2 separate regions of the Danio rerio genome follow, and region 2 is linked to region 1. The links are chromatin contacts, called in public Hi-C maps. All regions are on one chromosome and are shown on one strand. The core of a region is the stretch at or near the end of the contact, and the rest is flanking DNA. Distances in the headings are between cores, read along the strand shown. Region 1 has its middle 19 kb from the start of acaca. Region 2 holds the start of tbx2a (T-box transcription factor 2a).

The links. Hi-C and Micro-C count contacts between places; a contact is called where the count stands out from the background.
Region 2: a contact with region 1 is called in a Hi-C map of an unstated tissue, with 3 times the contacts expected there. The contact joins the promoter of tbx2a here to the enhancer-like site in region 1. A contact is called at or near these places in 2 of 18 Hi-C or Micro-C datasets (caudal fin and an unstated tissue).

What each region holds. Positions count from the first base shown.
Region 1 is chr5:61,762,691-61,768,674 of GRCz12tu, reverse strand. No RefSeq gene overlaps it. Among named protein-coding and RNA genes, the nearest start is that of acaca, 19 kb to the right of the region's middle. Within about 2 kb of position 2,469, at least 6 of the 62 cell types and tissues checked have an H3K27ac peak or open chromatin away from gene starts, as enhancers often do.
Region 2 is chr5:61,842,332-61,848,315 of GRCz12tu, reverse strand. It overlaps tbx2a (T-box transcription factor 2a), which reads left to right and starts at 2,478. Exons shown (of 7, transcript NM_001102384.1): 1 at 2,478-3,236; 2 at 3,937-4,204; 3 at 4,790-4,936; 4 at 5,457-5,533; 5 at 5,626-5,792. The coding sequence starts at 2,878. LOC141385627 (a long non-coding RNA gene) reads right to left here. Exons shown (of 3, transcript XR_012406395.1): 3 at 583-1,212.

The sequences.
Region 1 (5,984 bases), core at 1,220-3,719:
GCGAGAAATATGCTTCATCTTTAAAAATGGGGAGGAGACCGACAGAAACTCAGTTTAGAGAATAAAACCTGCTCCGGACCAGGTTAGATTCACGGAGTAAGTTACCACAGTAACTGACTCTGAGTTAAAGTTACCTTTCTTTCAGAAACAGGCTTGACTTACCCTGATTTCTCGAGTTTAACAAACCTGCCATTTTGAAAGGGAAAACCCAGAGTTTCTCTCATTTCAGGGTTAAAATACTCTGAGTTTTCACTTAACCTCCTTTCTGAAACAGGCCCCTGGTGTGAACGCAGCATTACAGTTACATCGCTCAGAAAATGGCATCATTTAGAAAGCAGTATTAAATACTTCTGGATTGTAGCATGAACGTTCCTAAACCGCAGCAACAGAAATGTGGGCACATTTACAATCTGAACAAGGAGAATCCTTTAACAAACATAAATCCACACATGGTTATAAATCATTGCATTGGTTAACAATCCTACTTACAACCACATGCAAAACACTCACCAAACAAGAATGGAAGTGCTCTTATACCAAATCCGCTGATTGATATAAAGTCTCCAACCGCGCTGAAACTGACAGTGGGTCAGTCAGACATCCAATCAGTCAAAACACTGATGGAAACACGCACACAAACCAGGCAGGCTGGAATGCAACAACACAGAGTAAGCATTCACCCCCAGCTACTGAACAATTAGCAAACCGCTATGCTTACTGCACCTTACCTGGAGCCATTGCCGGCACACCCTCACAGGAAGTGGAATTCAGAACATGCCTCACGACAGGCTACAACCCTTAGCACTAAACAGGGGAGTATACTTTGCTACCTGAGCTCAATTTAGAGCTTCACAGCAAAGACTGAATACTGATGTGCATGTGATTTTTCAGGTTTTTTATTTTTAATAAATTTGCAACAATTTAAAAAACTCTTTTTTTCACATTGTCATCATTGGGTATTGTGTGTAGAATGTTGAGGAAATAAATGAATTTAATCAATTTTGGAATAAGGCTGTAACATAAAAAAATGTGAAAAACGTGAACCGCTTTGAATACTATCTGGATGCCCTGAATATCAGTTGCTTCCCAGATCCCATACCTTCTTTGACACTCATTTGGATACCACGAATCTATTGGATTGAGCCATATATCCCTTAACATTCCTTGATTCAAACAATATCAACAAATAACCCTCTGACACTTTTCTTAATTATTATTTTTTTGATTCCACGGCAAACCACCACAGAAACTAATGTTGCACTTCGACATGTGTTGCTCTACAACAGCCGAGATCAAACTGCCTCCATCTCCTCGTGGAAAACCAAGGGGTTCAGTTACCCACACTCCTGCTCAAGCTTGTTTGCCATTAAATATTACAATGTGCCATAGTACAGAGGTGAAAGTGAGCCCCTCTGAGCTGCCACTCACTGGAATAAAGGACCGGCCTGATGCGGCAGGTAAACAGAGAGAGCGAGAGCCACAGCTTGGGTTACAAACCGGCTGAAGAAGAGGCCCTCTCCGGCTCCGGTTGCCCATGATGGGGGAGATCGCTTTACCCGCGGCTGCCACATGAAATGGTCCGGTCCAAGTTCCCAACCCGCCTTTCGGATGGAACGATTACTTATTCATAGTTGAAGGGAAGAATAGGAGGGTCGATAGTGAATGGGGGTCCTTGTTGTCAGTGGTGGTGTAAGGAACAGGTGACAGGAGGGTATCTGTTACCTGCTTTTGCACATCCACCCATAAGCCCTCTCTTTCAGAACTATCAGCGCACATTGTTGTCGACCATGGAACGCAGATAGCAAAGTCTACAGTAAGCTCTCCCTTTCTCCATCGATTTCATCACCAACACATCTGCGCACTGCAAGAGTGGCTAGCTTCAAAGCCATGGCGGAGCGTGAGCATTCAAGCTCAAAGACGGCCAGGGGGTTCAAGGGTCGCACCAGCGGGCGGATGGATTGCCGGTGGCTTTATCACACTCCTGCAAGCCCACACAGGTAGCCTGACACCCTGATATCAGCCCCAGTGGATAGAGAGCTGATCCCGCCTCGCTCTAACACTGCCACCCTGACACCAGAGAGTCAGTGCCATGTTTCGACCGTGTGAAATCTCACACTGCCCGTTACTCGGGGCCACAGAGGCTCAAGTGTGTTGGCAGAGCTCACTCCGAAAGCATCCAGAGGTACTTTCTTCACCAGGCCCCAATATAAACATCTGTAAAACTGTCAAATTCTGCCCTAATCCTATCTGTTCCCATCGCGCCGTGGACACTAGTGGATGAAGTCCATTTAGTATTTATCAGCAGCAGACTTCGCTGCAGATCTCTGGGCAAACGCTTTAATTAAACTGGAGCCTCGCATCAAAAGCTGCATTCAGGGATGTCAATCAGCACCAGCAGGATGGAGTGAAACCAGATCGTGGCCTTATCACAGAGATGTAGGGAGCAGGGCCTCTGTGGCCATTGTTACAGTCTGCCGGTCCACAGGAACGTGTAACTAAAGTCACCCAGTCTCATTGTGCCACTAGTAAGCAATATGTTCCACTGTGTGACGGGTGAAGACATCAACACAGATTCTTTTCAGCTATGTTTGTGGCATCTGCGTTGAGGGAGCACTATGTGTAATGTTGCCATGAAGCATTTAACATTTTATGCTTAAGCGGATAGAGTAGTTCCCCCAAAAAATTAAACAACTGGTCATTCCAAACTCGTGGACCAAAACAAACGAAAATATTTTAAAGAATGTTCCAAAAGCAGTGTCCACATATTTAATGTCATTGCTGTATAAAACAAAACTGGACCACAGTAGTCTGGTTTCTGTTACAGATTCTTTAAAGCTCCTAGAACCAATATTTTTATTAATTTTCCTTTAACTTTGTCCCTTATTTATAGAATATCTAAATTATTCTATATTCATTCATTCATTCATTCATTCATTCATTCATTCATTCATTTTCCATCTGCTTAGTCCCTTTATTAATCAGGTGTTGCCACAGCAGAATGAACCATCAACTTATCCAGCAAATGTTTCACTGTCACGATCACCAGCGATCCAGCCTAGGCAGATCGCTGGTAAACACACAAAATTGGATAGAACTACAAATCCACCATTAAACAGACTACAAGATCCAGTCATGCACCTCTCATACACCTGGCCTAGATCACTATGATTGCAGAAAGACACAGTTGAAGCTACTCATGAACTGATTACAAGGACTATAAAAACTGCACAAACACACACATTGTTGCTGAGTCTTGTTTTACAGTTTTGTGACATTACGACATGTTTTTCATGTCTTATTTTGCCGTGTTTTTTTGACGTTTGTTTGTTTGTTTGTTTGTTTGTTTGTTTGTTTGTTTGTTTGTTTGATTACACTGCATTTCACTACAATTCTGGATTTGCTTACATACATCTGTTTACCCGTCTTTACTGTTGCTTGCCTGAACATCTCTGTATAATAAACCCTGCATTTGGATCCTCAACTCCCTTGTCAGCATCCGCTTCACAATTACATTTACACAGCAGATGCCCTTCCAGCTGCAACCAAGTACTGGGAAACACCCTTACACACTCATCCACACACATACACTACAACAAATTTTGTTTGTTTAATTCACTAATAGTGCATATATTTGGACTCTGGGGGAAACCGGAGCAATCCCACACAGCACAGGGAGAACATGCAAACTCCACAAGGAAATGCCAACTGACACAGCCTTGAACCAGCCACCTTCTTTGCTGTGAGGTGACAGTGCTAACCATTGAGCCACCGTGTTGTTGTTTTATATTGTATTTCTTTTTCCTATTCCTTAATTAATTTCTTAATTTATAGTCTTTTGTTTTTATCATACAAGCTTTTCACTACATACCACACCATGTATGAATGTGTATGTGACTATTTAAATTTGAATTTGAAATGTAAACAAAATGTTTTCCTCTTGGTGACGCGGCCGCACAGTAGGTAGTGCTGTCACCTCACAGCAAGAAGGTCGCTGGTTCGAGCCTCGGCTAGGTCAGTTAGTGTTTCTGTGTGGAGCTTGCATGTTCTCCCTGCATTTGCGTGGGTTGGTGCTCCGGTTTCCCCCACCGTCTAAATGAGGTACAGATGAATTGGGTAAGCTAAATTGTCCGTAGTGTATGAGTGTGAATGAGAGTGTATGGGTGTTTCCCAGAGATGGGTTGCAGCTGGAAGGGCATCTGCTGTGTAAAACATGTGCTGGGTAAGTTGGCGGTTCATTTCATTGTGGCGACCCCATATTAATAAAGGGGCTATACCAAAAAGAAAATGAATGAATGAATAAATGTTTTTCTCGTGTTGTCATTCTAAAAATCATGAAGATGGATAAGCTTAAATTTATTGCAGCCGCCACACTATATTATATAATAATTAGGGACCAATTATACTTGGGGGAGGCCAGTATGGGGAGTTTCAGAGAGGTTTATCACAGCTATCACAGAGGAACCGTGGATTCAGAATTTCTCAATTAACAGATGTAGTAGAACTTTTTATAGCAGCTCCTGAATCGTGCTCAAGTAACCCCGTTTCTACAAAAAAAAAAAAAAAAAAACAGCTTTAAAGAATGATCAAGTGACTTTTATGTATGTCAGGTTGCCTGTTAATTTATTTTATTTTATTAACAATTTAGGCCAAACTCAATTCCATTGTAAATCTTTCACAATCTGACTGTGAAAGGTCAGATATACAATGAATCAAATATAAAGCCATACGCTTAAACAAAAACAAAACAAACAAAAATAATAATAAAATAACTTAAAAATAACAAATATACCATGCAAACAATAAACTGCACAGGGGTTAAATAAAACCATATTCTTGAAACAAATCATACAATTTTTTTTTTTGCCTTCTCAGCCTTTATTAATTTAAAAGCTTCTGCATAACTTTTTTAAAGACAATCAATTAAGGAACTGTTTAAGATTTTGCATTTAGGAATGAAGAATGTAAATAAAATAAGTAAACAATTTGCAGTAAGGTCATAATTTTTGTTGTTCAAATGCACTTCAAATTTCACCAATTGTCCCAACAAATAGAAGGAAACATTGAAATATATTATTTTACCCAGTTGCCCAGACCAGAAAGGATTAAGGTGCCCTTTAAATGTGGAAAAAAGAAAACTGTTTCAATATATTGCTTTATGAATTGCCTGAAAAGCTTCCTCCTACTTATTAGAATTTTTCATTTATTTATTTATAAATTTTATTTTTCTTTTTTGTGAAATGGATATATGGAATTTCTTGTGAAACTTATGCTCATTGTCAGGCCACAGCTATTGACTTTTATTTTTGTGGACAAAATACATTCTTTAAAAAATCTCCAAAATAAAGTCACACAAGTGTATAGTGACAGTGAGAGAATCAAGCTAAAATCCAAATTGACAAATGCATGTCGTTTCTAAACGTGTCCAACTAAACAGTGGTCCTCAGTGAGCAGGGTTGGACAGTCCTAGTTCAACACGGGTTAGTTACTTTTAGATAACCGTCAGCATTTAGAGCTTTAACAGTGGTGTCTGCTGGCCTCTACTGGAAAAAGTAATTACTGAAGAACATCTACTCCAAAACCCAAAATGTTAAGGTAACTCAAACCATTTGAGGAAACCGATTGTAACAAACCATAAGTTCAAAAAATAATCCTGTGAACTTGGGTAAACAAATTTATTTGTGAATTTGGGTAAACAAAGCAATTTGAGCACAGTAAAACCCAATAAATGAAGAGAACTCAAACCAACTGAGTACTGTCAAACCCAATAAGTGGCAACTCAAACCAATTGAGAAAACCAATTGCTACAAACCATTTAAGGTAAAAAAAAAAAAAAAAAAAAGTAATAAAAAACTACTCCATACAAGTACTGTGAAATTTATTCAAGTTGATGTACTGAGGTATTTAATTAACTCATTACCTTAAACACATGAGTTCAAAACTCTTTTCAAATGAGTAGAATTAACTTGTTTAGTAAATTTTGAGTT
Region 2 (5,984 bases), core at 1,229-3,728, 80 kb before region 1:
TTTTGAGTGTGATGCTGTGCAGAGGTGATTGCTTAGGTTTGCAAAACAATATGAAACAAATTTCTTCCATTAAAAAATAAATCAACAAATGCAATACCATTATTCAGAAAAATTCATTAAAATAAATAACATTATAGTTTGTATTTTTATTTGAAAACTTTGTTTGACCTCAGTTATCTAACATAACGGTGATTCAAAAGACTTTTCGATGGGTTATCTAAAATAGTATGCGTTGTGATCAGGATAAAAAGATTATTAGCAAGTGTTTAAATGAAAGCGCTCCCTAAAAACACCTGCATTGACATTGACATTGTTCATAAGGGGTCTCAGCATAAATTTACTTAAACAAATAAATCAGTTGGACTACTACATGGATCTTTGTTTACATAATTAACTTGAGTATATACATGGTAAAATCATTAACTTGCTTCATGTGGGGTTAATCCGTGCAACCTTTTTTTTTTTTACATATTTTAGAATAAAAATGTGAAGTTGATGTTATTTCTCACATTTGTCTGTTGTGTAATTTATTTGTTTCTATCCTCAAACTCTTTACATACATACCAACAGGCAGACGAAAATGAAATTAATTCATGTGTGTTTATTTCAATTCAGTGCAAATGTCAATAGACACACTTTCAAAATTCTAATGTTAAAACAAGTTACAATGGATCCTTGTACAAAAAAAAAAAAAAAACAGCAGCTAAGAAACAATATTTTAAATAATTCGAATTATGTTTAACTTAGCCTACAAGGATATTGCAGAACAAAGCAGTACATAAATTATTTCGCAATGTGGAATTAATGGCTAGAAACAATGCCTTGAATAGATGCATACTATGTTAAAGTAAATACATTAAAATTTCTAAATACACCTGCGTTCATTTATACCGGAAATATGAAGCTTGTCCACATTATATGCTATATCATAGATCTTACCAAAGTTGAAATATCGAAACAGGATGATCCATAAAAATATTCTGATGTCCTCTTCCTGTTGTCTTCGCATATCCGTGAATGAAAATCCTGGACCCGTAACTCAAGATCCTCTCTTATAACTTCAACTCGCAGAGCGGCTTGAGATTTGACGGCATTAAGTCGGAAGCAACCTATGTCCCCCTCTCTCTCTCAGGAAAGTTCTGTTGTTTTGGGTTCTTCAGTAAGTCATTTCTGAAGTCCACCGTAAGCATTTCAGAGAATGAAATGAGTTCACTGAAAGAAACAACGTGTATTTCCTGTTGACATTGTGCAAGATTCCAAATCTGAGAAAAACGTGTGGAATTAATACCAATCCTAACTGTTTTGCGTCCTTTTTTATCAAAGTAGCCTAACTGATCAGACATCTATTCAAAACACCAGACAAATCTTCCATATGTTGGCTTTCACTAGGGTGATTAATTGTTGAAAGCGGAAATAGATTGGCAGAAGAAGAAAAAAAAACTTTCGTTGGATTTTTTTCAACATGTAGACTAAGCAATGGAGAACATTGAGTGGATCGGTGAACGCTGTTTGAGAATTTGGGGGTAAATATGAATTGACAGGGGTAGGTTCTTATTGTGGGACTCCAGCAGACTGGCGCCAAGCGCTCTTTAACAAACGGAGTCCCACTTAATCAAGAATCTGTTGACGAGCCTCTTAAAGGTACACGACTGTTTGTGGAGCTTTAAAGCTGAGATTGTTACTCTGCTGTACCCTGTCGGCCGATTTTACAAACAGTGAATAGCTCTGTAAAATGAAAAAAGATGAATATACAATTATTTGCTACAATAAAATACACAATGTCTCTATCAAGGATCGATTCATCGATAGTTTGTTGCAGGCGTATATTGGAAAAAAGGCTATGTGACAGCTCGTTATTCCCTCTAAATTCTTTATTTTCGCTTTTAAATGCGCCCTGCTTTTACGAGTATCCCACATCCTGAAACCAATGTACGGAAGATCGCTAGGGTAAAAAATAGGCGAATATAGTACTGTAAAATATTACATTCGGTCGGTTTAAGGTCTTCGTAAACACAAATAACTGCATTTGTTGTCTAGAATTATTTTGTTATCCGTGAAATGTGGGTTGCTGCTATATATTTCCAAAATGTTTAAAACAGCGACACTAAATCGACATTAAATATTTTTTGTATGTTAGTCACATACAACTTTAAATGCATTTTCTAAAAGTTTAGCATTGGAGCTTACAGAAAGCACACGGTTCTTATACTGGTGAAACACAAGCCGGGAGAAGCACTCTCTTACACGGCTGCCTACAGCCAGATGACCGTTCTTCAGTTAGGTTATGCGGGGGTGGGGTTTCCAGATCCTTACTCTGTCATTGGTTAATATTTTATTCTGTTGACATGTTTTCTTACTGCAAATGCTTCCGACACCTTCCAGTCAACCCCCCTTCCACGATCTTGGCTGGAGCTGTCAAAACCACGCCTATGAAGCTCTACAATTGGTCCAGAATGCGTAAAATCGGCAATCAAGACGGTCTGGTTCATTAGTGCGGAGATCCAGTGAGAAGGGGCATGTAAGACAGACACAGTTACACAGTGGTCAGGGAAGAACCTCCAATTCTTCAACAGTGCTCGTGACTTACGCATCCTTGATTTTGGGGCTGCTTTAAATCTTGAGACTATTGCAGCAGGAAAACTGTAAATCTGAACCGAAGTGTCAATATTGCTCTTTTGAAGGATATTATCACTGTGCTGCAACTGGACATACTCAAATGGTAGTGACATTTCCTACCAGTCCTCTTCAACTACTGTGAAATCAACACTGGCTTTCAGTGGCAAGAGAGCGACAGTCAGTCGGACTTACGAGTTGTTTTTACAGGCGCAATTCTTTTTTTAGAATATTATACATTCATCTGGCTTTTTGGATGCACCGATGAGAGATCCAGTTTTCACAGCGAACGCTATGGCTTATCACCCTTTTCACGCGCACAGGCCGGCCGACTTTCCCATGTCAGCTTTCCTTGCGGCGGCTCAACCTTCGTTCTTTCCAGCGCTCACTTTACCACCGGGTCTCAGTAAACCGCTGGCGGATCATGCGCTCTCCGGTGCGGCTGAAGCTGGTTTACACGCGGCGCTTGGACATCACCACCAGGCGGCTCATCTGCGCTCTTTCAAGGGTCTCGAGCCAGAGGAGGATGTTGAGGACGATCCTAAAGTTACATTAGAAGCTAAGGAGCTTTGGGATCAATTCCACAAAATTGGAACAGAAATGGTCATCACTAAATCAGGAAGGTAAGGTCTTTACATTATTTAACCTATTGAATGCTGCATAGGGTGATGTTATTATATTACTCTGCGAAGAGTTGGGTCTATTTTATCGTAAAATATACTTTACATTATAAAATATTGCTCGGTTAAAATTCAGATGTACTGGATGCTGACATAGCATCGAAGCCTCTTAAGAGAGTAGACTAAGAATTGTTCCACATAGCATATATTCATGACAGTATTCAAATAAAATTTATATGCGATCTATTAGGCTATTAAATAAAAACACTAATATATAAATAGACTAATGTTTCTGAACCAATGTAACCAAAATCTTTCTGTAAACGATGGGAACGTGTTTAAGTGAAAATAAACAACAACTATTAGCTGGTAGGCTACATTTTATTAATTTATAAATTTATTTCGATATTTTATCGACAAGCATGTCTAAATAACAAGTCTACATGAATTATAAAGATGTAAAAAATTCTTTTAACTTTGTAAATATAGTCGGTAAATGTTTATATAAACAATAAATAGCCATGTTTTGCCCTTTGCCAAACAAGCAAAACATTGGCTATTTATTTATTTATGGTTATAACGGGAAAGGTATAGTTAAATTAGTTATTTGCATTTATATCCAATCAGAAATTTATTTAATGTCTTCTAAAAATGTTAAATAAATTCGGCCCCAGACCCACCATCATATCTCTTTCGTCCATAGGAGAATGTTTCCTCCGTTCAAGGTGCGGGTGAACGGCCTGGACAAAAAAGCCAAGTATATACTTTTGATGGATATTGTTGCGGCGGATGACTGTCGGTACAAATTTCACAACTCTCGATGGATGGTCGCAGGAAAGGCCGATCCGGAGATGCCCAAACGAATGTACATTCACCCAGATAGCCCGGCTACTGGTGAACAGTGGATGGCAAAACCTGTTGCTTTCCATAAACTCAAGCTCACCAACAATATTTCGGATAAACATGGATTTGTAAGTTACTTTTTTCTTGTATGTAAATCTAAATGTGTTATTAGAAACTCTTCCTATTTTCTTATTATGTAATTTCCATTCATTGCAAGAACAACAAAGGGGATACGGTGAATAAAGTTGGGTTATCTATGATCAAGAAGCAAAGATGATTGGGAAATTACGCTATGGTCTTTGGACATTTTGGGGTGCATTTGGATTTTTAGCATGTTTTAGGAAGTGTTGACTAAATGAAGCATGAATGAAAAGCTGTCTCAAATGTAATTTTTGTTACTTACGATATTCTAACATACAAAATATTTAAATTGCAATGCAATCTATTTTAGCTATAGCCTAAAACAAGGGCCGAAAATACAAAATAATAATAATAATAATAATAATAATAATAATAATAATAATAATAATAATAATAATAATAATACAAAGATTATACACTAAAGGCCTGTCTCAGCAATCACCTCCAAGATCACATTATAAAGATACATAAAACACAGCAGTCGCCGACATTTAGTGTTTTGTCTCTTTTTAAGTGTTTTGATGTCGCTGATTTTCTTATTGACCGTATAACTTTATTTTATTTTCTTTCAGACTATTCTAAATTCAATGCACAAATACCAACCCAGGTTTCATATCGTTAGAGCCAACGACATTCTGAAGCTTCCTTATAGCACCTTCAGGACATATGTATTCCCCGAGACCGATTTTATAGCTGTCACTGCATATCAGAATGACAAGGTAAGTTGGAGTACTTAAACGTAGCTTAAAAAGTGTGTTTTTATTTGGCTTTTATGATGTTTTTGTTTTTCAGTTATTTGTAGTCAAATTATTGACAACAGAAAACTAACAATAATATACTAACGTTATACAGGCCATTTATTGATAACGGACACAATGCTTGCCTGTATGGAACTTGAGAAGCTAGAGAATATCGATCAAATGTGAAAAAACAAAAGTCAAATGTGATGGTAACAACACAATGAATTCGAATGAACGATTACTTTTGATTATTTAGACTAATTATAAATTGGCAATCTTTCACAATACAATTCAGCCAGCCGTTGTAGAAAAATCAGGACATGCTTTAGGCCACGTTTTTATTTATTATTTAATTAGATAATTTGTTTAATTTGAACTTATTTAAACAACAAATTGCAGCCACAGGAAAAAAATGTTCTGTTAATTTAATATATCTCATTTCAATGAAAGCATGATCAAATGTAATGACCTAAATGTGATTTCACTTTTTTTATTATAGATCACACAACTGAAAATCGATAATAATCCATTTGCAAAAGGATTCAGAGACACTGGCAATGGAAGAAGAGAAAAAAGGTATTTTGCTAAATATTGTTATGAACGATTTAATATGTTCAAAACACAAATATTTGGTTATTACAGTAAACCGATTTCAGTTTAAATTTCAGAAAACAATTAGCCATGCCTTCAATGCGCATGTATGATGATCAATGCAAAGTAGATCGAGATGGAGGAGATTCGGACGACTCATCTTGCGAACAAACTACTGGGAGAGATTCAGTTCACTCACCGACTGGACCAGCAACAAGTCCACTGAAATTTACCAGATCTAGAGGTAAAGGCATGCTTTGCAATGTCACTTGAAATTTTTGTAATTTAGTCTTTAATGTTGATCATATTCAGGCTATTTCTTAATTCCAACAATTAACGCGTTCGAAGTTTTTTTCTTGGCATTTACAACCATGCGTTCGATTAAAGTTTTATAATGAAGAATAATTTTGTTCGGTATTTTAAAATAATTACTGCT